6 separate regions of the Mus musculus genome follow, and regions 2, 3, 4, 5 and 6 are each linked to region 1. A link is a contact called in public HiChIP or PLAC-seq and promoter capture Hi-C data. All regions are on one chromosome and are shown on one strand. Each heading gives the region's core, a stretch centred on a gene start, on an enhancer-like site or on the middle of the called end of the contact. The rest is flanking DNA. Distances are from core to core; before and after follow the strand shown.

The links. Promoter capture Hi-C pulls out the DNA fragments that hold promoters and counts their contacts. HiChIP or PLAC-seq counts read pairs in DNA pulled down with a chosen protein or histone mark.
Region 2: a contact with region 1 is called in a promoter capture Hi-C map of pre-B cells, with 7 times the contacts expected there. The contact joins the promoter of Crybg1 here to the promoter of Pdss2 in region 1. A contact is called at or near these places in 3 of 39 promoter capture datasets (liver and pre-B cells), 1 of 15 datasets of contacts at CTCF or cohesin (large pre-B cells), 1 of 484 Hi-C or Micro-C datasets (pro-B cells) and 2 of 115 datasets of contacts at active chromatin or transcription factors (bone marrow-derived macrophages and large pre-B cells).
Region 3: a contact with region 1 is called in a promoter capture Hi-C map of pre-B cells, with 2.3 times the contacts expected there. The contact joins the enhancer-like site here to the promoter of Pdss2 in region 1. A contact is called at or near these places in 2 of 39 promoter capture datasets (the C10 cell line and pre-B cells), 1 of 15 datasets of contacts at CTCF or cohesin (large pre-B cells), 4 of 484 Hi-C or Micro-C datasets (B cells, the Ba/F3 cell line, pre-B cells and 1 more) and 3 of 115 datasets of contacts at active chromatin or transcription factors (bone marrow-derived macrophages, large pre-B cells and pro-B cells).
Region 4: an H3K4me3 HiChIP or PLAC-seq map of bone marrow-derived macrophages shows a contact between it and region 1, with 5 times the contacts expected there. The contact joins the enhancer-like site here to the promoter of Pdss2 in region 1. A contact is called at or near these places in 4 of 484 Hi-C or Micro-C datasets (B cells, CD4 T cells, LSK cells and 1 more), 3 of 115 datasets of contacts at active chromatin or transcription factors (bone marrow-derived macrophages, large pre-B cells and pancreatic cancer cells) and 1 of 9 other capture datasets (adipose tissue).
Region 5: a promoter capture Hi-C map of liver shows a contact between it and region 1, with 3 times the contacts expected there. The contact joins the promoter of Qrsl1 here to the promoter of Pdss2 in region 1. A contact is called at or near these places in 3 of 39 promoter capture datasets (hippocampal neurons and liver), 2 of 484 Hi-C or Micro-C datasets (CD4 T cells and palatal mesenchyme) and 2 of 9 other capture datasets (adipose tissue and liver).
Region 6: a contact with region 1 is called in a promoter capture Hi-C map of pre-B cells, with 2.5 times the contacts expected there. The contact joins the promoter of Ostm1 here to the promoter of Pdss2 in region 1. A contact is called at or near these places in 1 of 39 promoter capture datasets (pre-B cells) and 1 of 484 Hi-C or Micro-C datasets (muscle stem cells).

What each region holds. Positions count from the first base shown.
Region 1 is chr10:43,219,884-43,223,395 of GRCm38.p6, forward strand. It overlaps Pdss2 (prenyl (solanesyl) diphosphate synthase, subunit 2), which reads left to right and starts at 1,603. Exons shown (of 8, transcript NM_027772.2): 1 at 1,603-2,177. The coding sequence starts at 1,879.
Region 2 is chr10:44,147,148-44,150,659 of GRCm38.p6, forward strand. It overlaps Crybg1 (crystallin beta-gamma domain containing 1), which reads right to left and starts at 1,681. Exons shown (of 22, transcript NM_001368305.1): 1 at 1,446-1,681. The coding sequence starts at 1,612.
Region 3 is chr10:44,068,415-44,071,926 of GRCm38.p6, forward strand. All of the region lies in intron 1 of Crybg1 (crystallin beta-gamma domain containing 1), which reads right to left. Among named protein-coding and RNA genes, the nearest start is that of Crybg1, 79 kb to the right of the region's middle. Within about 2 kb of position 1,602, at least 122 of the 459 cell types and tissues checked have an H3K27ac peak or open chromatin away from gene starts, as enhancers often do. A contact at or near this core is called in B cells, the Ba/F3 cell line, bone marrow-derived macrophages and 2 more, where this site is marked.
Region 4 is chr10:43,996,759-44,000,270 of GRCm38.p6, forward strand. It overlaps Crybg1 (crystallin beta-gamma domain containing 1), which reads right to left. Exons shown (of 22, transcript NM_001368305.1): 4 at 294-2,589. Among named protein-coding and RNA genes, the nearest start is that of Gm40636, 30 kb to the left of the region's middle. Within about 2 kb of position 1,888, at least 80 of the 459 cell types and tissues checked have an H3K27ac peak or open chromatin away from gene starts, as enhancers often do. A contact at or near this core is called in bone marrow-derived macrophages, pancreatic cancer cells and regulatory T cells, where this site is marked.
Region 5 is chr10:43,900,064-43,903,575 of GRCm38.p6, forward strand. It overlaps Qrsl1 (glutaminyl-tRNA synthase (glutamine-hydrolyzing)-like 1), which reads right to left and starts at 1,673. Exons shown (of 11, transcript NM_001081054.2): 1 at 1,551-1,673. The coding sequence starts at 1,574. Rtn4ip1 (reticulon 4 interacting protein 1) reads left to right here and starts at 1,744. Exons shown (of 9, transcript NM_130892.5): 1 at 1,744-2,473. The coding sequence starts at 2,200.
Region 6 is chr10:42,677,188-42,680,699 of GRCm38.p6, forward strand. Ostm1 (osteopetrosis associated transmembrane protein 1) reads left to right here and starts at 1,729. Exons shown (of 6, transcript NM_172416.3): 1 at 1,729-2,210. The coding sequence starts at 1,797.

The sequences.
Region 1 (3,512 bases), core at 353-2,852:
GCTGTTTTATCTATGGAGCCCTCACTCTGGAGCCCTGGCTAGCCTAGAACTGGCTATGTAGACCAGGCTGCTCTTGAACCTAGAGATCCTTCTGCCTCTGCCTCCTGAGTGCTTGTAAGCACCACCATTCCTGGCTCAAAAACAGAATCTTTAAATCACAGGAGACTTGGCACTCAAAGGGAGTTTGCCGCTAAACCTTCTGTGGCTAAAAGCATCTTGTGTGAACAATTTCTCTTTGTTTTTCTAGTTCATTTACATAATGTGAGCTTAAAAAATACCAACTATGAATTTTGAAAGCTCACATGAATTTTAAAAACCATTCCTGAGTGTAAAATGTAGGTAACAAGTCGTTTATTATTTTTATATTACTGATCTTAATGTTACTTTTTTCTTCCCAAGGGATTGAATTTAAGGTTTTGTAATTTTTAATTTTTTTATGATTAACAAGGACTTCAACACTTGTTTTGTCTAATTAGAAAGGGCAAGATGCTAGACGTGCTTGAATAGGTGGCACCCGAAGAGCAGAGTGGCCCTCTGGCCCTCGTCTGTAATCCCAGGACTTGAGAGGTGGATGGGGTCAAGAAGTTACAGGTCAGTTTGCTACACAGTAAGAAGTCTCAGGCCACTGTGGCCTAGGGGAAAAAAAAAACGTTCCATCCAACACTGAAAGCGTCGTCACACTGACAATTTTACTTTAGCAATGAGAAAGAATTTTTGGTAACATATTACTTAATGTTGTGGTTAAGAGTATGTATTCAAATAACCAAATTGTTAGGTCGGGTATGTGGTTCCGAAGTAGAGCACTAGCCTAGCATTACTGCATGAGGCCTGGCCTCTATCCCTAGTACCCAAAGGAGAGGAGAAAAAAAGATACCAGATCCTCTAGGTTCACATTTTGCTTAATGTGACCATAACAACTTACAATTTGGCTGTGCCTCATTCCGTTCCCCCCCATCCCCCCTAAAATCCGGGGAATAGTATTATCTTTAAAACTCAACAAAAGATTAAGTGAGCTAATATGTGAAATGCACTCATGCCAGTGAATTTTCAGTCCCGGAGCAAGCGACGTTTCATTCCATTCTCACAGCATCCTTATTTTCTGGATTTTTCACAGAAATCCTGGCACTTCGGCCAGGAAGCTGAGGGAAGCAGGGCTCAGCCTCACCGATCCACTTGCGTTCCAGCTCTGGGGGGGCCGCGGAGGAGACGTCGTCGCCCAGCTAGCGGGGCCGCCCTCCCGGGTCCGCGGCCCCCACCAAGGGCCTAAGGCGCCCAGGAGCAAAAGGCTTCCGGACGAGCCTGCGCCACGGGCCTACGATCTCGCCGCGGACCCACGATACAGACATTTATTTACATAAGCTTCACTCTGCGTTGGGCCGGGAGAAACGCTGCAGAGACCCCGAGAGCGCCTAGATCCAGGGCTAGCGGGGTGCCAAAGGGCGGACACCGACGTCCTGGGGCACAGGCTCCCTTCCATCTCTCGCCTTCCGGTCATCACTGAGGGTCCGCCCCTTAGTGGGGAGGTCCCAGCTGTGCCGTAAAGTAAAGAGCACTCTTTGCCGCTCATCAGCCCGCCCCTATCTTTACGGCAGGCCGCATTTCATGCCTCCAACATGGCGCCCCCCATGTAGGCACTGGCTGTGGTTACCAGCGCAGGTATCCAGTGCAGTTCTGAGCAGCCGCTGGGGTTACGCCAGTCTGCGCTGCAGAAGCAGCAAACGTTATTCCTGGTTACGGCTCCAGAAAGCCATACTTCTCTGAGGGTTTGGAATCGCCGTCTCCTGTTAGATTCTGAAAGTTTCTCCTCAGCCCTTGTTTGCTTCCCGTGTCATTTCTGGCCACCTTCCTCAGGTCCCCGACCCTCTCAGACTCAAAACTATGAGCCTCCGGCAGCTGCTGTTGCGCTTGTCCGGTTACCTCGGGGCTTCAGGTCCCCCCAGTCGCCACTGGTGGTACTTCAGATCCCTCGACAGCATCTCCTCGGCGGGCTCCTGGCGCGGGCGCTCCTCCAGGTCACCGGCCCATTGGAACCAGGTGGTGTCCGAGGCGGAGAAGATCGTGGGCTACCCCGCATCCTTCATGAGCCTGCGCTGCCTGCTGAGCGACGAGCTCAGCAATATCGCCATGCAGGTGCGGAAGCTGGTGGGGACGGGACACCCTCTGCTTACCACTGCCAGGTGAGCGACCCATGGTAACTCTGGGTCTGGCCAGTTCCTTGATTCTAACTTTCTTTTGAACTTTTAAGGTATTCTTTGGTGTCCCTTTAACATTCTTCTACTTGGCCCAGGATAAATGGTTTTCGTAAAAGAAAAACTTGAACGTGTTTTACAGTTTCTCTTCACTTTTAGAGATGCAGATGCTTCATGGCTTGTCAAGGTATCAGAGATGTATACTTATTTAGTCACAGTCAAGAAGTGGTATTTTAAAAATGGAATAGAGCCGGGCAATGGTGGTGCATGCCTTTAATCCCAGAGCTTGGGAGGCAAAGGCAGTGCGATCTCTGAGTTCAAGGCCAGCCTGGTCTACAGAGCAAGTTAAGCTGTTTACCTACAGAAAGATTAAGACAAGAGAGACAGGCAGAATAGACAGCTCCGGGCAGTGGTGGCGCACGCCTTTAATCCCAGCACTTGGGAGGCAGAGGCAGGCGGATTTCTGAGTTCGAGGACAGCCAGGGCTACACAGAGAAACCCTGTTTCAAAAAACAAACAAACAAAAAAACCCCCAAATATCCAGGTATTGGACTATCTAGATTGAAGTCAGTTTCCTCTGACGCTTTTACCACTTAATGCCAGACTAGTGTTAAACTTGTCACTAGGGTTTAAAAAAAAATTTATCACTTAAAAAACAACTCATACCTCATGTTTCGTAGTTTATTTCAAGCACACAGAAAAGTTATGAGAATAAAACTAGTACAAAGAGGATTAGGGGAGATGTCTTTGCCAAAGTACTTGTTGAACAAGTCCTACAACCTGGTTTGGATCGCCAGCAACAAAAGTGGAGGTTTTTCATACCAGTACTGAGGATGTGAAAACTGGAGATCTCTGCAGTGTGATGGACATTTCGTCTAGCTAAACCAGCAAATTCAGTGCTAAACAAGAAACTCCTTCTCAAACTCAAAAGTGAAAAAGCAAACAAGAGCTGGACAAAAAGATGGCAGGTGGGCTTATGAATGTTCAAAACCACTAGCCATAGGAGAATTGCAGATTTACATTACTATGAGATCTGTCACAAAGTTAAGAGGAATGAAATACAGATTTACAGAAGGACATCCTGGTGAAGAAACAGAAAAACTAAATTTGGCATGTATGTAAATCAGTATGGCCAATCTGGAAAATGGAAATTTCTTATAAGATTAAATTAAATAAGATTAAATTATACATCTTACCATCATACTCATAAACATTTATCCTAAAGAAATAATTAAAAAAAAAACACCTTGTCTATATCAGAATCTATACAGGGGTGTTTATAGTGTTGAAAGTTGGCTGTAAATTTGCCAAAGTCTTGACAGC
Region 2 (3,512 bases), core at 431-2,930, 930 kb after region 1:
AGGATGTAGAGAACCCACATTCTTTATGCTGAACCTCTGAATCTGGCAGCTTAGAACAGCCTGTAACAGCAGTTCCAAAGGACCTGATGTCCTAGGGTGTCTGTGCAATGCGCACGTGCACACACACACACACACACACAGACAGACACACACACACACCATTAAAAGTAAATACTAAATTTAAAAATAGAGAGAAAATACTAGTGAAAAATACTGTATCTGTATTGTCTATACAACTATTTTTCCTTGACATTATTTCCTAAGTAAGATATTTCACCACCACGTATACAGCACTTATAGCATATTCGGTATTAAGAATGTTCTAGAGATGATGAGGGATGGGGAAGGAAGCTGTGATGGCAACACAGCCTGAATTCCCAGTGCCCGGAAGGCTGTGGAATGAGGGTGAAGGTTCCGTTGGGTCTGGGCTAAACCTGGGACTCTAAGTGATAATGAAAACAACAACAATAAAGTCTGTGCTAGGACCTGGGCGCAGTGGAAGCTGCACTGATCATCTGGCCGTCTGCTTTGAACTTCTAGAACTTCCTCCCAGGTGGAGTGAAATGCTTGTAAAGATGCCCAGACTAGAAAAATATCCCAAGGGCTGGCAAGTACATTTGTTTCCAGAGCTTTTGTTAACACAGAGTTCCTCGGAGTTCTGAAGGACAGAATGAAGTGTTTCCTGATGGCCTAAAACACAGAAAGGTTCGAGAAGGAAAATCTACTTGTCACTTTGGTATCAGTTTGTTTTCTCTTGAATAAAATACCAAGAGTCGTGTGTTATTACATTTTGATAGACAGGAAACTAACCATCAATTCTGATAGGATAACTGAAAGTTACACATGCACAATAAAACCAACACACACACACACACACACACACACACAATCTATGTATAATTTAAAACAGGAGCCAAGTTTTTTTCCTTTTGGTGTTGAGACGTGAACCTTGGGACTGTCACAAGCTGGGCCAGCACCCTGTCACTAAGGTACAGTCGCAATCCTTATATTTTAAGAACGAGGTACTCCCTGGTTTGGCTACTCACTGAGTCTCTGGGGGACATTTACCCCAAGGCCACCTTTTCTCTATCCATTTAATAGAGTCAGCTAGCCCCTCTACTTCCTCCTCCTCTGGATCTGTGAGAATAGTGGAGACTAATATCCATGAACATGAGGTACTTTACGATTAAGGCGCTAAAATTAGAGTATTTCCAGAGCTCCAAGGCATTCCTAAAGGCATTCATTTTTGATTCCAACCCTTGGCTGCCCTGCTTTTCTCAGCTGCAGGTGCAGACTTAAGAAAGTCAAAACTAAGGTCCCATGAATGAGACTCTAGAGTACAGGCTGAGGGTCCTGGACCCTGTGGTATAGTTTCGGGGCGGGACGAACTTTGCAAAACCGGCTGAGCCACGGAGCAGGAGGGGATCGGAACACTCAGCGCTTACCTGGTCTCCCCGAAAGCCCCGGGCGGGTGAGGGATAAACACCCCACAGCTGGACGATGGAGACTGCTTCTTCTTGGAGCGCCAGATATGGAAGGTGGGGTGTTTCTTGGGGGCCTTGGACGGGCTGGCCTCCCTGGGGTCGCCCTGCGATGGTGGCGACAACGGCATCTCCTCTTGTGCCTCTTCTGCGGGCTCAGACTCAGTCCTCCCCGGGGCCCAGCGGTGCTGGAAGAACTCACCTGGGCGCTCGCTTGCCTGCCCTATCACGCTCGGCGCCGGACCCCGCCCCCTTGCCCCTGCGAGGGACAGTGGAGGGTTAAAGGACAGCGACTAAGCAAGGCTGGGAGGCGGGAGCTGGCTGGGTCGCTCCACAGTGCCCCCGCGCGGCCAGGTGCAGAGGTCTCGGGAGCCTCGGGTACCACAATCCCGCCCCTCGCCCCCGGATGCGGCGCAGCGCCGCCCCCTACCGGACATGTCGGGAACTGCCCCCCCCCAACCGGAGCCTGGTCCGGTTTCTGTAATAGCAGGGGTGCAGCTGCAGTGGGTCACCCACTGGAGTTCCTTGGCAGCTCTTGGCAATCCGGCTGGCTGGGTGAGTGGCTGCTTAGCCAACCCCATCTGGAGAAGGATGGGAGAGGCACGTCCCCTGTCCAGGCCGCCCAGCAATTAGGACTCCTTCACTCTGGGTGGTTTGGGCAATCACGTGCTGGGCGGTTTGTGATGCTGTTTGTAAGCACGGGAGTGCCAACTTCTCCACTCTCCTCAAGAGTCTGAAGAATTAGTTTGGATTCGCATCCCGTAAAGCATCAAGGGATTAAAAACCACACGGAGAAGGACATTAGCGAAGCTTTGCAGTTCTGAAAGGGCTCAATATACGCCTCACAGTGAATTGAACGTCAGACCCATAAGGTATGCGTCACATCTTTTACTGCTAGTAACTTTCTTTACTTAAGCAGCACTAATATGCAAAGGCAGTGGTATTAAGCGAAGGAAGTTCAGTAACAATCCTTTGGACATCATTAACATACGAAGAGGCTTAAGACCACTGCTCTAAAACGGAATGCCACCACGCTGCAAAGCCTTCTTCTTCGCTTCTTTGCAGATGCAGCTCATGATTTCAATCCTTCACTTACTCATCCAGAGAACATGCATTATTATTCCATTATTTTCTTTACGTTTGTTACAAGATATAGACTACATTGTGGTTAAAGCATACAAATCATGGTGGGCCCAGGAACACATGCCTGTTATTCCAGCACTTGAGAGGCAGAGGCAGACAGATCTCTGTAAGTTTCAGGCCACCCTGGTGGTCTACAGAGTGAGTTCCTGGACAGCCAGAGCTACACAGAGAAACCTTGTCTCAATAAACCAAAACCAAAACAAACCAAAAAACATAACAAAAATGAAACAAAACAACAACAAAAGGAAAGAAAATACCTCCACTCGGTATTAGTGTGTGAAAATTATTTATATTCTTGCTTCTGGCCATTAAAAAATGTGTACTCCTATTGCATGGTATGACTATCCCATAGTCAACTGTGGGTGGACATATAGATTGTTTTCATGTTGGAGTTATTATAAGTAAAGCTGGTGTGGTCCTCAGACATAAGCATTCATTTCTATTGGAGACACACACAGGGGTTCAAACTCAGTAAGAGGATGTGCATATATGCTCAGCACTGGTGAATCCTGCAGGGACAAGGTAACAAATGGTTTTGTAGCATTTTCATGTTTCTTCAAAAGTGTTTAAAAAATTCCAAATTTTAAAAGATCTGTACACACACACACATACACACACACATATATATTATGTTTGTGTATTTATGTGTGTGCGTTTGTTCTATCTGCATGTACACCTGCATGAAGGAAGAGGGACTCAAATCCCATTACAGATGGTTGTGAGCCACCATGTGGTTGCTGGGAATTGAACCCAGGACCTCTGGAAGAGCAGTGGACTGCTCTTAACCGCTGAGCCATCTTGCCATTATCCAGTCCCCAAATTCCAGTTTTTAAATCTATTTTACACCTAATTTGAATCTGAGTCCTTTAGCTGCTTGCTAACTACAAG
Region 3 (3,512 bases), core at 352-2,851, 850 kb after region 1:
GTTCTCGTGTGCCCCCTATGAGAGTGAAGGCAGGTGTCCAAGAACTGAGCTGTCTCTTCTATTGCACCATCCATGTTAAATGGTCCAAAGATGGCAAAGCTGTTTGTTCTTTCTACATATTTTGCTTGTGAGCCAATCCTTGCCTGTTTATAGTACAGGATCCTTTCCCCTCTAAGTAACCCAAAATCTAGCTCAGAGAAACCAATAAAAAAAAATGTTTATTAACATATAAACTAAGAAGAGCTCCTGAGCTTAATCAGTGAACTCAACTGCTTCTAGATTCTGTGGCTTCTCCAGTTCCAGACATCACAGAAATGCCAGGCTATCTTCTTGTGCATCTTCCTCAGAAATGAGGAAATATCCCAAAAGCCATTTCTTGTCACATGTCATTACACGACAAACCAGTTCCTGGACCTGCTCCTTTGAGCCTGGAGCCTGAAGGACACTGTGTCCATTCAGAGAACAGACATCTGACAAACCTAGGATTCTATTAGGAAAGAATGAGTGGGGAGAGGCAAAAACGGATGCTCTCTACCTGCTGCCCGGCTTTCTCGTGAAACAAGCTCCCCACACTTACTGTAACACTGATACAGGTAGAGTCAGGCCATGTTTATGACTGAATCTGAGGCATCGAAGTAGAAACCCATGTGATTTAGGCCTCACAGTAGGCTGAACCCAGGATGCCTGTCTGCTTGCTCCTTTCACTCATGGTATACACTAGTAAGGCTTAGCATGGACCCAAGGGTTGATTCTGTTTGGTAAGCCTGTACTCGTGATCTCCCGGACTCAAGATACACACCGTCCTGAGGCAGGTCTCTTATCAGTGGCCAGAGGAGGAGAGAGCTATCGTTTGCAGTCCCAGGGAAGGGCCTGGCCTAGTGCTCTTCTGAAACAGGAAGTGCTGTCTGAGGCACACTCATTACTTCAGACCTGCCTCTGAGGGAGGAGGAGATACCAGTGACTTCCCTTTCCTCATGACCCAGATCCAAACAGCAGCCACGCACCTGGCCACTCCAATCATCATCTCACACGCTGCTCCAGGACTTAGGTGAGCGGGAATGAAAGGCCAGGAGATGTGTGGGCCCAGAGGTCATCATGAGGCAGGCTTAGCTGCAGGGCAGCCTTTCACACACCTCAGATGCTCCTATCACCTGTAAGGACTCCTCACTTCCTCTAGATGCCTCAGCCACAGTAAAGTTATTGTACAAGTGTTTATCCTAAAACACAGTGCCTTCAATCCCAGCACCCAGGAGTCAGAGGCAGAGGCAGGAGAATTTCTGTGAGTTCCAGGTCAGCTTGGTCTAAATAATGAGTTCCAGGATAGCTACAAAGTGAGACCCTGTCAAAACGAAAACCAAACAAACACAACACAACACAACACAAAACAAACCCACAACCCCAAGACTGTAGGGTAATGGCCTAAAATACAACCTACAAGATGGTTTCTTTCTACTACATAGAAAGAAAACACTGGGAGTCATGCAGAAGCTTTATAGATTCTGGGAATCTTATCACTGTCATCTATCTAGCCATGCCAGATATCAACATGCATAAAAAGGAACAAACCCACACCCCCACCTCTGGAGGTCTGTGAGGCCTAGGGCTATAACACACTCAGTTCTGAAGAACAGTTGCATAAGGACTAGACACTTAAAATCTCCCTAGCCTAAAAGCCAACCTTGATAAATGTTTGCAACAGCAAAAGCCAATTGGAAAGTTGGGTACTTTTTCATGCCTAATGAAGTAAATTTTAGTTTCACTCCTAACAATTAGGCTAGAGGAACCATAAGAAAGGCTAAATGTTGCCAGGCAGTGGTGGCACACGCCCTTAATCCCAGCACTTGGGAGGCAGGGGTAGGCAGATTTCTGAGTTCGAGGCCAGCCTGGTCTACAGAGTGAGTTCCAGTACAGCAGGGCAATACAGTGAAACCCTGTCTCGAAAAACCCAAAATAAATAAATACATAAATAAATAGGCTACAATAGAGCAAGGGAGGATTTGTGAGAGAGTTTGGAGGGAAGAAAAGAATGGGGGAAATAATATAATTATATTGTAATCTAAAATAAAAGCTATTAAAAAAAATAAAACAGTCATTACTGGACAACAATCGTTTTGGTTAATAAAACAAAATTAAATCCTCTAAAACTGCCATCTTGCAATGGAGTCTTAACAGAACCTGTTTATTAATTTGATAATTATAATAATTTCTAAATTTTTTTCTTTCTTCTCATGAGACAGAGTCTCACTGTGAAGCATTGGCTGGTCCGGAACTCACTATGGAGACCAGGCTGGCCTTGAACTCCTAACACTCCATCTGGTTCTGTGTGCTTCATCATACTGGGCTTAATTAAAGTCTTTCCTGTTTCCCTTTTAAGGGGCAGATATTACTCTGCCTTAGTCAATATTTGTTAAGTGCTTGCATTTACTCAGGGTCATGGCTAAGAGTGGGAAACAGCTGTCAGCTCCTTTCACTTTATCCTTCCTGTTTTCCTTCATTTGAGTTTCTTTTGCAAAACCAGAGAGACCATCTCCCTGCAATTGATTTTGTTAAAAATAATGGTAAGGTTGTATCCTTGCTAGTGAATCCTCTTATGTTAGAGAGCCACATACCTTTTCTCAGAAAAATCCCTGAAGCTTACGTAAAACAGTGTTGGGCTCTTTAAAAAAGAAAACAGCCCAGTACAGATAGGTAAGGGGTGGGAATCCTCAGCCTGTGGCCCACACTTCTGCTGTCCTCCTAGCTCCTGGAGCAGACAGATGTGCACTGCTTTGTGTTATAGTGGGTAGGGATTAATGCAGAGCTCAAAGTGCCCGAGTAAGTGCCTGGGACTGGTTATAGAAGTGGCTCAGCTAGGCTCACAACCAACACAGCTGCATTGACTGACGGGGCGTATAAACTGATGCTGTACTGCCCTCTGCCGTCTGAACAAGTATTATTAGTGAGTTCTCCTAACCTTATAGTTATTGAAAAGGAAGTTACCTAAAGGTACCTCTGTGTGCATCAAGGCATTTCCCAGTTAGAGCCTGAAACAGTATATAATACAGCCACTCTTATGAACAAGACACTGGTTAGAAGTGAACATAAATGTACTGGCTACACACACACACACACACACACACACACAAGGGCAGGGGAGAATGTGGTATTTCTTTAGTTCAGCTGCTAAGTGGTAGAGAAAAACCTTCTGGGTAGGACCACCCCCTCTAACATTAGACTCTATGTTAGATTATGGCCCCACACCCGCAGATAATACCAGATCTGACCTTGAAAATTCCCCTGGGGATTACTTGATGTAATCTATTCGGTACAGTCTTGAAAAGACACTGTGCTTGAGAAATCATGAGACTGACAGAACATGGAGCCTGCTGGTTAGCCACATGTGGAACTGGGAGGCAGGCTCCTGGAAAAGCCTCACAAAGACATATCTAATAACAAAATCTGGATAGATCCAGGTAGATCCTATATTTAACAAAACAGAATGGAAATCTACTTCTCTTATAGGACCAAAGGTT
Region 4 (3,512 bases), core at 638-3,137, 780 kb after region 1:
TTTAAAAGTGCACAGAGGTAGGGGTAGAGGGGTGAGGCAGTGGTGGTGCACACCTTTAATCATAGCACAGAGGCAGGTGGATCTCTGTGAATTCAAGGCCAGCCAGGTCTACACAACTAAATCCAGGACAGCCAGAGCTACACAAAGAAACCCTGTCTCAAAACAAAACAAAAGGTACATGGTAAACAAATAGAAACTTATTGCACATGTACAACCCCTGTAAAAATACAACCTGAGCCCCTCACTGCCTCTAGGTTTAGAAACATCCCATCTAAATAAGAATTAGTACTTACCATAGAGTCTGATAAGGACATTCCAGAAAAGGAATGGCCTGGGTCATACCGGCTTGCTTTGAAAAGGCCCAGGAAGTCCGCGTCCACGCTCCCAACATTCGGCAGGTTTGACTTCAGAATACCTTCCACGCCATCGCTGTTCTTCAGTTTGGGTAAGTCTGAAAGGTTGTTTTCTGGCAATTGTAGGTTGCCCTGAGAATTCACATCTTCCTTGCTTCCCTCTTTTTGTGGGTACTTTTCCATGTGGCTGGAACCCAGACGAGATGTATTTGATGAATTGAAATTGAAGACCTTTAAGGAGTTGTGGGGTGCAAGGTGTGGCTGTTCTTTGTCTGAGCCACAGGGCAGGCCACCCTCCTTCCTGGGCTGTACCACTGATGACTGAGATACGGAGCTGTTCTGAGAAGTGCTAAAAGATGTGCTCATTGTGTTGACTGACGTCACGGAGGGAGAAAAGACTTTGTCTTGTGGCAGAGAAGAAAGCATGCTTGAGAAAAGCGTGCTGTTTTCTAGCCGTGACCTCTTAACGCCGCCGCTGTTGATGTCCCTGTTCTCCTTGTCACTTGCTTCTGAAGTGGTCTGTGGCTCGCTCTTCCCATTACTGTTAGTGTGCAAGGACTTGAAGACGATGCTCTGCTCGGTGGATGCACGCTTGGCTCTCAGTTTGGATATGGGGTCGTGGTTCTGCAACAAGTGCAAAGCTGGTGACACCTCTGCCAGGCTTTCCTTCTTCTTCCCTAAACCAATGGTGAACACGTTGGGATCAAACACCTTTTCCAAACTGTCCTCGTGAATGGGAGGCATAGCGAAGTGAGGGGCTGGAGAGTTTGGGACCCGGGCCTTCTTCTTTTTCTGGGGCACACATACTGCACTGTCCATCTTTTTAATAATTTCAGTGAATTTTTCCATATCAGAAGAAGAATCCAAGACACTATTGTCACTACCAGCAGAAATGTTCAAAAGCCTGGTAGGGGTAAGTGGGCTGGTCGCATCTTGACCTGGCCTTTGGGGGCCTTCTGCATGACTTCTGCTGCTGGGAGAGTGGGTGAGGATGAACTCCGCTGTCTGGGGCATCCCACTGCTGCTCTGGATGGGCGGAGCCTTCTCAGGTCCTGACTGTGTGATGTGTGGTCGAGACTGTGCCACATGTCCTTCTCTGTGATGGATGTCCTTGGGTGATGTGTCTGGTGCATCCTCGTGCTGCGGAACACAAGTGGTGACAGACACCACTTCAGGCTCATTACTGTGACAGCTTGGCAGCTGTGCCTCTCTAACTTCAGAGCTCTCTGAGATGACCTGAGAGCTCACATCCTGAGGATTCTCCACGGGAAGCACAAAGGACCGGACCTGGACGAGGACTTTGGAGGGACAGTCTTTCCCCATAGTTTCTGGGCTGTGCTCTGGAGTGGAAGGGGGACTGGCTTCTCCCACTCCAGGTTTGGAGATGGGAGTTTTCTCAGTGTGAGGAGAGACTGGCGAAACACACCCATTGTGGTTTTCTGACACTTCTAGAGCAGTGCAGGGAACACTGCATATGGGAACTTGAACACAGCCATCTTGGGGAGCGTCCACAGAAATGGGTGCAGAAGGCGGGAGAGATGACTCCCTAGCTGACTCAGCCGCTGAAGCTGGCTGTGAGTCAGAAAATGCATCCTGTGGCTTTGGGGGAGCCTCTCTGGCATCACAAATGGCAGCGATGTCCTGTGCAACATCACTTGTGTTGTTAAGGACGGGGCCTTTGCTGTCAGCAGCCTCTGGCTGGCCCTCTCCTGAGAGCTCAGAGTCCTTCACAGGAACCAGAGCAGTGGGCCCTGGGTGGGAAGGATAGGCAGTGTCTGTTTGTACATCCAGCTTATCACTTTGCTCAGGCTCAGGGCGGAGGACCTGATCCTTGGTGGACTCTCCTTCCCCTCCTCTGGTGGCTGGACGAATCTCTTCTCTGGGGACAGGGACTGCTGTGCCTTTCCCTTCTGCAGATGGCTCTTTGACCACCAGGCCATTCTGGTGGCTGGTTGACACAGCTTTCTTTTCGGGTTGCTCCATTTCTTTGGCCTTTTTGGCTAAGTTCAGCTTCGCCCTCCCAACAAATGTCTTACTAGAGGGAGGATTGTTCCTTGTGTTACGGACGTCGGGGTGGCGGGGGCTACTGTTAGCCCGCTTGTTTTCAAATAAGGAGATTTTGTTGGCTGTGTTCCCCTTATGAACTGGCTGGCTAAATGAGTTGTGCTCATTTCCCAAACTGTCAGGATTCTTCGGAGTTTTCAGATTTAGTTCCACATGTTTGGGTCTGGCGGGGCTGCAAGGACAAAGCAACAGGGCAGTTAGCAGCCTGGTGTTAAGTCGACATACAAACCAGCTGCCAAAGAGACCACAAAGTCCGCATCCCCTGGTGTGTATCTGCTTTCCCATGAAACTTCCTAAACAATCCTACAAACACTAGCACATATTTTTAATATAAAGTATCTTACCTACATATGACAGATGAGACTATAAATCTAAGAAACTATTAATTTACCAAGTATTCATATTCATTCACAGTGAGTGGCACTGAACTGGCAGACATTACAAGGTATAAGGAACAAATTTAAATACTTAATGCCTTCCCATATTTTAAATGCGCAGTATGTATTTATGCATGCATGCATGCATGTGTGAAGTCAGAGGACAACCATGGGTGTCAAGGTTCGACTTTGCTGAGACAGTCTCTCGATGTTCAGCACTGCACACCCAAGTTGTCAGGTCTGGGAGCTGCCAAGCTTTTCTTGGCTCCATCTTCCATCTCACTACGGGAATGCTGGGATTAGAGACACTCATTCCCATGACCACCTTTTCTATGGGTCTCAGGTCCTCACACTGTATCCACTGAGCTGTCCCTCTGAACATGGAAAGTGTTTTTAAATCTTTCCTAAACCTGCTGCTCATCAGCATTCTGCCTTATTCCCAGTGGTTTCATATGCATAAATATTTTACTAGAATGAAAATGGCAGTGTTCATAGGGCTTGCTTGGCTGCTTGCCTTTTGCTAAGACAAAAGGATGAGTTAACATTATAACTTCCAGGGTCCTAAGACTGACTTCCTTGGAATTTTACACAAACATTAGTAGAAGCAAATTTTTTAACCATACGGCTATACCATAATTTGTTAACTGACTTTGTTAATGTGTCTAGGGCAGAGTCTCCCAGCTCATTCACATTTCTTAGGTCTAATTACTTATTACTG
Region 5 (3,512 bases), core at 423-2,922, 680 kb after region 1:
TAGAGTGTTCTGGGCATTTGGAAGAGCCCTCCAGAAGGCCCTCACAGATACGAGCCTGGGCAGGGCTTCTGAAGCTTTTTCTACTCACAATCCTTTTGTGCTAGACAAGCTTTGCAAAGCACAGGTATACTGAGATACAAAGTAGGTATACAAGGCATTAATTGCTAAATCATAAAGGATTTGATTTTAGAACCATTCTATGGAGTCTAGAGTAGTGCCTCAGCAGCTAAGAGCACTGGCTGCTCTTCCACAGGCCCTGAGTTCAAATCCCAGCACCCATAAGGCAGCTCTCAACCACTTAAGACTGTAGTGACATGGGATCTGATACACTCTTCTGGTGTGCAGACATACATGCAGTCAAAAGACCCATATACAATAGATAAATAAATAAATAAATATAGATATTTACAAAATTATTTGGTGTACATAATTCTACTATTAAAGATGAAAGTAAACCTGCATACCAATAAATGCATAGACTTGCTTATTTTTAAATAAAGAATTAAATCCTGGCTGTAGGTTTCCTCAACGTTTTTCATTTTTTTTCAGTTTACCAATATTTTGATTTGATATATCAGTGCTGAGAACACCACTTTGCATAAATATGTTGTACAAAATTGTAGGAGCATGTTTAGCGCCATATTGGGAAAAAGCTGAATAATCTCACATCAAAACTTATTTAGTGATTTTTGAATGAGACTCAAGTCAATAACTCAGCCATTTTTAGAATCAAGCACCTTAAAGCAACAAATCCCAAAGATGCACGCATTTCACACTTAGGGTATGACAAGCTGAAAAACGATTTAGTAAAATATTAAAAGGTTTTGCTTTCTGAAATTAAATAATTATGTTTCTACAAGTTTAGAAAAGTTGCTCATATGTTAAATCTTAATAAACAATACTCTCGATTCTGAGTTGAGATGTTTCCGGCAGCATTTGCTGGGCAGTGCACACATACCCTGCTGCAGAGAGTCGTGAGGAAGCACCGCTGGGTGCGGTCAGAAACACCTTGAACTCACAACTCACAGTTTGATTTTTGAATTAACTTTGCCCACTGTCTCAGGAACACTCCTCCTTCCCTTTCAAAACTGCTGTCACATTTTCTCCTACATTTGTGGTTGCGACCTACAGCTTAAGTAGATGTTCAAACACGATGTGGTAGAAATCCTAGTTTTTTTTTGTTTTTTTTTTTAAGCCACCAATTTTTTTGTTTGTTTCAAATGTGCATGCTACAAAACCGCCCCGTCCCTAAGCGAGCACAGCAGCGACGGGACTGAGATGGCTTGTCTGAGAAACCTCTCCCTAATCGCGCGGGTTGACTGTCGTTCCACTCCACGGCTCAGGGGTTCAAACTTTTTGACGTTCTGACTCTAGGGGATTGACTCAGCGTGTACGGTAAGAGCTTAGGTTCGAATCCCACTTCCCACTCAGGAATGTAGGCGGTCGGGGGGGGGGGGCGTGCCGTGCGGCGTGACCCGGGGCGACCTTGAACTTCCGAGTCCTCCAGTGTCTCAGCCCTCCCTGGTCCCCTCCTGGCCATGTCCACTCACTTCTCGGAGAGTCCGGCCCAGCATAGCCCTCGGAGTCAGCCGGTAGCACCGGGTCCCGGAACAGAGGAAGGAGTCAATCTCTGCCACCGGCGTTACATGGGCGCAGACATCTTGGCTCCTCTTTAACAACGAGCGCCTGGATTGGTCGAGTTCCGGGCGGCGGAAATGATCTCTGCACACGATTGGCTCGCGCGCCGGCGACCGGAGGCGCGCGGACAGGCAAGGAGACCGCGGCCGGGGTCGTGTCAGGAATCCGCCTGACCTAGGAATTGCTAGCCTTGTTTGCTTGTCCCTCTGAGGACTCCCTGCTTGCTTGCTTTTTTTTCCTTAAGGGGAAGGAGAGCGTAAGGAAGGAATGGCCAGTGTACTGACTGGACGCCAACTGGGACATTTCTGACGTGGGGAGCACAGTAGCAATTCTATTTTAATTCCGTCGCGGCTTTAGGTTGAGTTTGCTTCTGAAAGCTCCCCCTCGCTTAATTGACCTGTGGGTTTGGCAGATTTTGGCTGAATTGAAATGTGTTAGTTTGACCTGCTTCAGGTCCTTTCTCTCCACCGTCGCACCCCCCACCCCCGCTCCTCCTTTCTTTTTTCTTTTTCTTTTTTTCTTTTCTTTTTTTCGAGGAAACGTTCTCCATCCCTGCTCAGGATGGGCGTTTTGAAGACCTGTGTACTTAGAAGAAGTGCTTGTGCCGCCGCCTGCTTCTGGAGAAGGACAGTTATCCCAAAGCCACCATTTAGAGGCATTAGTACTACGTCTGCGAGGAGCACTGTCATGCCCGCTTGGGTGATAGATAAATATGGAAAGAATGAAGTCCTTCGATTCACCCAGAACATGATGTTACCTATCATACACTATCCAAATGAAGTCATTATCAAAGTCCACGCTGCCAGTGTAAATCCTATAGATGTTAATATGAGAAGTAAGTTGTCCGGGTTTGTTTGGTTTTAAATCAAAATTCACTGGGCACACAGGTGTTTTGTTGTTTTTCTTTTGAAACAAGGGGTCGTTGTCTAGCCCAGGCTGGCCTCCAATTCATTGTATACCACTGACTAGTCTCCACTCTGCCGCCCTCCTGCTCTGCCTCTCCAGGCCTGGGATTTAGCAGGTGTAGACCACACCTAGTTAATAGACTACATTTAGGTTGGCGTGAGGGAGTCATTTAGGTTTCTTATTACATGTATTTATTTTGTGTTTGGGTGTGTGGAACAGGGCCCAAGTGGAGGTCAAAGGACATCTTGTGGGAGTGAGTTTCTTCCTTCTACCAGGTAGGCTCCGGGCATTAAACTGACCACCAGGCTTGGTAGCAAGCACCACTATAGGCAGAGCCATCTGGTTTCTGATACTATCCCTGCAAATATTTACGACGTTTTGTTGTCACAACTGCTAAGGTATACTTTAATCTTTTATTAAATGTGTTTGTTTCCTTTCACATATGAGTTGGGACCGAGAAGTGATATCTACAGTTAATTTGCTCTGTGGTAATTTTAGGGTCCAGCACAGGCTCCAGAGTTTGGCTATGTTTCCCCATCAGTTCAGAGTCTGGGTCTATGTAATTCCTGTATCCTTCTTGCTGTCCCACGGTTCACAGCTTCTGTTATAGGCCCAGTGTACCAAGCAACAGAGCAGAACTCCTGATAGGGGCACAGCATCCTCGTCATTTCTCATATCCCCATTCCCCACTCCCCACCTCCAGCTTAAATGTGTTTTCTTGTTATACACCCGCTGAAGCTGGGATAATGTTATCCTAATTTCTCTTGCTGGGTCATATTGAACAGCTTGGGGAGAGCATTCCTTAAATGTATTCTTATATTCTATACTGTGGTTCTATTATAGTGGTGAACAAATTGATTTGTATTTATAAATTACTTTAATTCTGGAAAAAACTGGCAAAAATATTGTCAGTCTCGCTTATGGGAACTCACGTGTGTCTTCTGAAGATGAATATGTTCTGAGATGAC
Region 6 (3,512 bases), core at 479-2,978, 540 kb before region 1:
ATATGAGCCTATGGTGGCATTCTCATTCAGACCAGGACATGATGATAATAACTCCAGAGTCTCAGACCTTTGAACACTTGGTCCCCCGTTGGGGCACTGTTTGCCAAGGTTTAGGAGGTACAGCCCTGATGCAGTGTCACTGGAGGTGGGCTCTGAGAATGTAAAGACTCCCACAATTCCCATTCATTCTCAGCTTGTGCTCAGTGTTTAAGATGTGAGTTCTCAGTATCCTGCTCCAGCCTGTTGCTGCCTCCCCTGCCGCTGTGGATGCTAGCCCCCTGGAACCATGAACACAACACCTGCTGAACCATCTTGCTGGATGGCCCTACAATGGTTTTTTTCCTATCCTATTCTTTTTTTTCTTTCTTTCTCTTTTTAATTAATTAATTAATTATTTTACACTCCATATTTTATTACCCCCCCCAACTCTCCGACTGATCCACATCCCGTACCTCCTCCCCATACCTCTGTCTCTACATGGATGTCCCCACCCCTCACATCCTACTCTTGAGCACATTATATCCTGGCCTCTTGCTTTATTCCAGTGTCTACTGCAATGACTTATTAATAGGCTTTCTTTTGATTTGTTATTATGGTTCTCTCTCTCTCTCTCTCTCTCTCTCTCTCTCTCTCATGTCTCTGGGTTGACAGAATGCTTGCTTGCTTAGCACACACCAGGCCCTGGGTTTGGTCTCCAGCACCACAAACACCTGGCAATGGGGGTACATGGTGGCACTTTCAGCAGGGAGGCAGGAAGATCAGAATTTCAAGGCCATTCTCTGGTATAGCGCAAACATGTTTCTTAGTGTGTTAGAGAACTAGCCTGAGTTACATGAGGCTTGTCTCCAAGAAGAAAAATACCTATATGTATTAATATTATATAATGTATACATATTTATTATCATAACATATATTATACATTACATAATATACAATATAACATATTACAACATATCATAAAATGCTACGTGTCACATATTACATGTTATATATTAATATTACATATTATGTTACAATATGTTATGTAATATATGGTATAATAATCGTATAATATAGAATATATAATAATAACATAGTGGGGTATGCTCAAGTGTATGTATTAGGTAGGATTTCTATTGCGCTAAAACACTACACCCAGATCCGAGCCGTACACAGGTGTCACTAGTCAGATAGTTATATTTAAATTAAGTGACATTGGACAATTAGTTCTATCATCGTAGTAGCTACAATTCAAGGGTTCAGCTGCTACATGTGGGTAGTGGCTTCCCTATTAACTAAGACGTGGACTATATTCATCACCCCAGGAAGTTCTGTTCGGGGTAGATAGTTGAGAATTAAAATCAATCAATCAAGCCTTTTGAAGCCACAAGTTCCAAAACCAGAACTGCCAACGGATGTTATCCACTCTCCAGAGGAGATGAAGAAATTTTACTAATCCAGAGCCAATGAAAATGAACACCTGCCCAAACCATCAGTCTACTGGGTTTTTCTGGGAGCTCACTCGGCAGTCATCTCCCTGGAGTTCCAGCAACCAGAACAAACTCCACAGGCTCATGGAAGGCGGGGAACTGCAGGGTGCAGAGCGTGCAAGACGGAGGCCTGGGATGCACTGGGGTTGCAGCAGCTCTACAGACCTCCAAGCGGGGCGCGCTCACACCCGCGCGCCTCCGGAGGCAGGTGGGCGGGGCCGTGACGCACTCACCTCGTGACTCCACTCAGGGCCTGCGCCGGCCGAAGCCGGAAGCGGCTGCTGTCGGAAGCACCGGGCGAGCTATCTGTTACAGTCCGGCCCGGGGATGGCTCGGGACGCGGAGCTGGCGCGCAGTAGCGGGTGGCCGTGGCGGTGGCTGCCGGCGCTGCTGCTGCTGCAGCTGCTGCGGTGGAGGTGCGCCCTGTGCGCGCTCCCCTTCACCAGCAGTCGGCACCCAGGCTTTGCGGACCTGCTGTCGGAGCAGCAGCTGTTGGAGGTGCAGGACTTGACCCTGTCTTTGCTGCAGGGCGGAGGTCTAGGGCCGCTGTCACTGCTACCTCCGGACCTGCCGGATCTGGAGCCTGAGTGCCGGGAGCTGCTGATGGACTTCGCCAATAGCAGCGCCGAGCTGACCGCCTGTATGGTGCGCAGCGCTCGGCCCGTGCGCCTCTGCCAGACCTGCTACCCGCTCTTCCAACAGGTCGCAATCAAGATGGACAACATCAGCCGAAACATCGGGGTGGGTAGAGGAGCAGCCTCGGCACCTGGGGGGGGGGGGGGTTGGGAAAGTAAGGAAACGGCATTGGACGGTCTGTGGAGTTAGGGTATCAGAAACAAGCGGGTGACTTTAGGGGCTTATGGCTTGGAATGCTGTCCCCCTGGATGCTGTAAGCCGGCATCTTCTTGGGACAGGTTTGCTGGAACATTGCAGCGAACATACCCAGAGCCACCAGTTTCTATCAGTGTGACCTTTATTATTTTTCAAAGTATTGAGTTCGGTTCCATCCTGTTTATCAGCTTGTTCTCTGGCAAGTTAGTGACATTCTCTGCTTGTTTTCTCATCCGGAAAGTGGGGACAAAGAGAGGCCACACAAAGCGACATACAGTAATAGTTCGTGGTCGGTGAGTTGCCATTTTAGGATAGTCTGCCTTCTCTGTAACTCGAGAGCTTTCCTGGTCACTTGGAAGGTAATGTGAAGGACTTAATGAAGGCAAACCAAAAGAGGAAGACACAGTCTTTGCCTCTAAGAACTGTATAAATTAGGAAAGGATTACGGTGTCGGCCACCGTGAGAGTCACAGGGTTGCCTGGTAAAGGAAAAATAAGGAGGACACAGGGATTGGGGGTGGAAATGGTTCTTGCGTCCTGAGGGGCCAAGTAGTCTCATGAAAAATGTGGCTTCAGTTGCTTTAGAGGTCGTAATTGACTAAACTAAATAGAAATGTCAATAGGTGTATCTTGTTTTTAATCTAGCCTAATGTTACTAAGCAGATTTTTTTTTTTTTTGTAAATGGGGACATTCATTTGCATTAAGTAAAGTCCAGAGTCACTCTTTGTGGAAAGATTTGGCTTTCAAGGCAGTTTAAATAGGAGTGCATGCAGTATTTTTCAGATTCGCTCCTTTCTCTATGACTTTAATATGCAGCGTTGTATTTGATTTTGAGCAGTTACATTAAATAAGCTGTTTTTAGGGAGTCTTTTCATTCTATTTTAATTTAATTAATGTATTTATTTGTGATGAAGTTTCTTGTCGCCCTGACTGGCCTTGAACTCACCGAGTAGCAGAGGATCACTTGACCCCTCCTGCTTTCCCCTCCCAGGTGCCTAGATTACGGACGTGTCACTATGGTCTGGTTTTATGCAGCTGTGAATAGAACCCATGACTTGTCCACGCTAGACAAGCTGTGTACTAACAGAGCCCCAACCCTGTCTTTAAAGTAGTCTACCAAGTAACAGGCTGGCATCTCCTCACAGTAACAGTTTGTCCACTCTACATCTCCTTTTCTCCAAGTTCCTGCTTCACATCTCCGTTGTACCCTCC